Regions from separate parts of the Mus musculus genome. Here region 2 is linked to region 1. A link is a contact called in public Hi-C data. All regions are on one chromosome and are shown on one strand. Each heading gives the region's core, a stretch centred on a gene start, on an enhancer-like site or on the middle of the called end of the contact. The rest is flanking DNA. Distances are from core to core; before and after follow the strand shown. Region 1 has its middle 69 kb from the start of 5430437J10Rik. Region 2 has its middle 64 kb from the start of Gm41258.

Evidence for each region. A called contact is a pair of places that touch in the nucleus more often than the background predicts.
Region 2: a contact with region 1 is called in a Hi-C map of uterus, with 7 times the contacts expected there. The contact joins two enhancer-like sites.

What each region holds. Positions count from the first base shown.
Region 1 is chr15:5,426,210-5,428,888 of GRCm38.p6, reverse strand. It overlaps the pseudogene Gm46496. Among named protein-coding and RNA genes, the nearest start is that of 5430437J10Rik, 69 kb to the left of the region's middle. Within about 2 kb of position 1,353, at least 6 of the 459 cell types and tissues checked have an H3K27ac peak or open chromatin away from gene starts, as enhancers often do. A contact at or near this core is called in uterus, where this site is marked.
Region 2 is chr15:5,736,726-5,739,404 of GRCm38.p6, reverse strand. No RefSeq gene overlaps it. Among named protein-coding and RNA genes, the nearest start is that of Gm41258, 64 kb to the right of the region's middle. Within about 2 kb of position 1,359, at least 2 of the 459 cell types and tissues checked have an H3K27ac peak or open chromatin away from gene starts, as enhancers often do. A contact at or near this core is called in uterus, where this site is marked.

The DNA.
Region 1 (2,679 bases), core at 104-2,603:
CCACCAACCAAGGAGTACACATGGCTCCAGCTGCATATGTAGCAGAGGATGGCCTTGTCAGGCATTAATGGGAGGAGAGGTCCTTGGTCCTGTGGAGGCTCAATGCCCCAGTGTAGGGAAATGCCAGGGCAGGGAGGCAGGAGTAGATGGGTGGGTGGGGGAGCACCCTCATAGAAACAGAGGGAGGGGGATGAATAGGGGGGCTGGGGGGAAAATTGAAAAGGGGATAACATTTGAAATGTTAATAAAGAAAATATCTAGTAAAAAAGAGATGACTAGACAACTGAGAGAACTCAGAACTGATGCCATTGTCATAAGAAGTGGGTTTTTAATGAGCTTGCTGTCATGTCATCTCCCAGCCTCTGCAGTGGTGCATTGCACCATGTTGGGGTGTAGCCAAAGACCCTCACCAGATGCCAGCAACACATTTTCATAACTATGAGTCAGATAAATACATTTCTGTGTATTATAAATCTGTAGGTATTACATTATGGAAGTATAAGTGATCCAAGCAGAGTCACAAAGCTCAGAGGTTGATACAAGACAAAAAAAAAAAAAAAAAGGAGGAGCAAATAACACAGAGACTAGAAGAGAAGCACAAACAGGAAAGAAGTGAAGATCCCTTTGCTCAATAGCAGAACCCTGCTCTGCAGTCCAGAGGGTCCCATGAGTGAAGAGCAGACCTCCCAAGATCACTGCTAAGAGAGAAGCGCCCATCTCAACACCATCTGCTCTTATACAGCACATGGAACATGGGGAATTTTGTTTATACTTCAAGCATTTCAAGGGATTTTTATATACTCCCCATCCCACGCCCCAAAATAGGCTCAAGGCTTTAGAAGATGGTAATTACAGTAATTGTACGTGAAAAATCACAGGAGGTCACAACTCCAATTAGTATGTTTTAAATGGAGAGCCTGTGGCTCAGAGCAGATGTGACCTTCCTAGGATCATACGGTCTAGAAGAGAGATGCGCCATAAACTTGAACAATCGAAAGCAGAGTAGCTATGTGCTCATGTGAAGGCAAGGTTGTGTTGAAGAATTGTGTCGCTGACACAGGCTAAGTGGTCATCACCTCACTACACCCTTGGCTCTGTTCTGTCACTATTACCAGATAGGGAGGTTGTTTTCCTTTTCAGAATAAATAAACAGTGAGAACCAATAAATATCCTTTTATCTCAACATTTTTTTTCCCGGAAGAAGGGATACCACACACAAAGAAACTTCTTTTCTCTAAAGTAATAAATATTTATTGTGAAACACAAACAGCACACTAAATAAAGGCTTGGGTGCTTTTACTTTCTGACAGCGCAATATTTTCTCCAAGTTCATGGGGACATTGACCCAGAGTAGACACACAAAGAACAGAGTTGACTGATCCTGAGCCCCAGTGTGGACACTGTGCTGGACAGTTTTATGTCAGCTTGACACAAACTAAAGTCACTGAGAGGAGAGAACTTCAATTAAGAAAATGTCTCCATAAGATAAGGCTGTAGCAAGCCTGTAAGGCATTTTCTTAATAAATGATGGATAGGGGAGGGCCCAATCCATTTTGCTTGGTGCCACTCTAGGCTGGGGGTCCGAGGTTCTATTAAAAAGCAGACTGAGCCTGTAGAGACTTGATATGTCAGGATGGAAGGTTACTCAGGATATCTCCACCTTCTCAGAGGAGAAGGGGAAAGAGGAGAGAGAAAGGACTTGGGATGGAGGGACCAGAGGTGTGGGGCAGGGATCCACATTTAAAGTGAACAAATAAATAAATTAATGGCGGGAAAAAAAGTCATGATGGGCAAACCAGGAATCAGCGCTCCTCCATGTTCTCTGCATCAGCTCCTGCCTCCAGGTACATGCATCAGTTTCTGCCCTCACTGCTTTTTTTATGGAACTGTGAGTGAAATAATCCCTTTCCTCCCCACGTTGCTTTTGCTCATCATGTTTCATCACAGCAATAGTAACCCTAATTGAGACAGACACTAAGCCAGTAGTCCACAGGGCATGAGACCACTAAAGCCCCAAACCTTGGTACATGTTGAGTCACTTCTCTACTTGTATGTGAATTTCAGAGATCCAGCTGAGGTTTTGAGGTTTGCACTCCTTCTGGTCTGTCTTGGCCAGCACCCTGAGCAGACCACAGGCACAAAGTCCGCAGCCAGACCCACAACACCTGGAGGTAGCTCCACTCCAAGGCGCTCTAACACACCAGGATCAGAAGATCACAGGTCCCCAGGAGCTTGGTCACACCAGAATCTCAAGGTCCCAAAGGCAGCTTGACTCCCAGAAACTCGGACATACCCAGGATCTCAGGATCACAGAATCACAGAGACAGCTTGACTTGGAGGAGTTCTGACACAATCAGGATCTCAGAAAGGACAGGCTCCAGTCAGACATAGCCAGGACAGGTAGCACTGGAGATAACCAGATGGTGGGAGGCAAGCATAAAAAGATAAGGAACAGAAACCAAGGTTACCTGGCATCATCAGAACCCAATATTCTCACCATAGCAAGTCCTGGATACCCGAACACACTGGAAAAGCAAGATTCAGATCTAAAATAACTTCTCATGATGATGATAGAGGACATTAAGAAGGGCATAAATAACTCCCTTAAAGAAATACAGGAGAACACAGGTAAATAGCTAGAAGCCCTTAAAGAGGAAACACAAAAATCCCTTAAAGAGT
Region 2 (2,679 bases), core at 110-2,609, 310 kb before region 1:
GTGGCAGATCTGCATGAGCTATGAAGCAATAGAATGCAATATAATTGGTGATAAGTGTGACTTCTCCAGAATTGTTTAGCCATTGCATGTCAATGACTTACAGATAAACAGCAGTGACAAAGCAGCACGGAGCTGATTTGCTCTTTAGAAATCAACACATAAGCAATGTATGTTTCCAACATATTGAACTTATGGAATACTGCATACATTCTCAGAAATCACCAGACATGACCTGCAGACCATATGAGAAAAAGTATAATCTGTAAAGAAAGTTTCAAAGATCTAGGAGGGGAAAGTCAAATTGTTTATCTCATGTCAAAGCCTACAATTTGAGCCACAAGGACTGCCATTAAATAAGCTGAGATATATGATTTGATGTAAGAAATGGTGCTGTAGAGACAGATTTTCTTTAAAAGGCAAATTTTCCTTTTTCAGTTTACTTAATTGTTCTCTATAAATTATTCTGCCTTGTTGTCATGACAACACAAATGAACTAATAGAGATTTGCTCTACACTGTCTGCAAAGCCCATGATCTTTTGTGGAAGTGGGTGAACGTCTGAGTATGATTTCCTTTTGCTATGAAGTACAAGGGTTTTACTTGGCCACATAAGCTCACATTCAACGTTTATCAACTTATAAAACTTCTGCTCAATTACTCTAGATAATTTCTTTGTTGACTGATATATGTTGCCTGCTTAGGCACCTGTCGAAATCCACTGCGTTCTTGGACCTGAATGCCTTTAAGTTAGTTGACTCACTTTTATTAAAGATCGGTCAGAAATGTCCAGCTATTCTTGGGGACTTGTTTTAAATGGGGAATAATACTCACTCTAAGTGTTTGCTATTGTTATACTGTCAGAACTTAATCAACATTTCCTCACTCTGGGATGCCATTGTTCAGGACAAATTATAAAACACTGCAAGATCCCTCCTGGTCGACACCAGCACTGGGCTACCTTGGGGCGGAGTTGGCGGACACCCCCAAGGTCCCTAGAGGACTCTCACGAGATCTTAGGACCTCTGGAGAGTGAAACTCAACTTCTGTTCCAATCCAGTCGTGCAGGACCTGAGACAGCATTAGGGAAGCAGAAAAACCGGCCTGACCAGGGTCACAAGTTCCTTATGGTCAGCACCAGCACAGGGTCACCCAGGCACGGAGTCAGAAGACACCCCCAAGGTCCCTAGAGAACTCTCCAAGAGATCTTAGAACCTCTTGTTAGTAGAACACAACTTCTGTTCCATTCCAATTGTGTGGGACCTGAGACAGCATTAGTGAAGGAGAAAACCCAGCCTGACCAGGGTTACAAGTCCCTTCCAGTCGGCACAGGCACCGGGTCATCCTACAGGACAGCTTCAGAGGCAGACCCCGTTTCGAGCTCCAGACATCCGGGCACCTCCCCTGCCAGAGGAGAGGTGTCCGCCCCACCCAGGAGGGCTTTGCCAGAGCACCTGGGGGAGCCATCTTGGTTCCCGGATCCCTCTGAGACTAGTCTGCACAGGTGAGAGTTTGGACTACAGAAGCTACACAGCCTCTGGGAAAGGTAGAAGCCACACAGCTTCTGAAGCAGACCCCATTTCAGGCTCCAGACATCGGACATCTTCACTACCAGAGGAGAGGTGTCTGCCCCACCTGGGAAGGCTTTGCCAGAGCACCTGGAGACACATCTTGGTTCCCAGATCTCTCTGAGAGTAGTCTACACAGGTGAGAGTGTGGACTAGAGAAGCTAACAGCTTCTGGGACAGGGAGAAGCCACACAGCTTCTGAGGCAGAAACAGTTTCGGGCCTTCATATTCCGTCAGGAGGCAGGTCCAAATACCAGATATCTGTGCACCTTCCCTGCAAGAGGAGAGCTTGCCCGCAAAGAGCGCTCTAACCACTGAAACTCAGGAGAGAACTAGTCTCCCAGGTCTGCTGACAGAGGCTAACAGAATCAAAAAAGGAACAAGCTCTAAGCAGACAACTATACCAAGTTACTCCAGAGATTACCAGATGGCGAAAGTCAAACATACAAATCTTACTAATAAACCAAAACCACTCACCATCATCAGAACGCAGCACTCCCACCTCAGCCAGTCCTGGATACCCAAACACACCTGAAAAGCTAGACCCAGATTTAAAAGCATATCTCATGATGATGGTAGAGGACATCAAGAAGAACTTTAATAACTCACTTAAAGAAATACAGGAGAATACTGCTAAAGAGCTAAAAGTCCTTAAAGAAAAACTGAAAAACACACAGAAACAGGTAGAAGTGCTTCAAGAAAGACAGGAAAACACATCCAAACAGGTGACAGAAATGAACAAAACCAAACTAGACCTAAAAAGGGAAGTAGACACAATAAAGAAAACCCAAAGTGAGGCAACGCTGGAGATAGAAAACCTTGGAAAGAAATCAGGAACCATAGATGTGAGCATCAGCAACAGAATACAAGAGAGGGAAGAGAGAATCTCAGGTGCAGAAGATTCCATAGAGAACATTGGCACAACAATCAAAGAAAATGGAAATGAAAAAAGATCCTAACTCAAAACATACAGGGTATCAAGGATACAATGAGAAGACCAAACCTACGGATAATAGGAGTAGATGAGAGTGAAGATTTTCAACTTAAAGGGCCAGCAAATATCTTCAACAAAATTATGCAAGAAAACTTCCCAAACCTAAAGAAAGAGATGACCA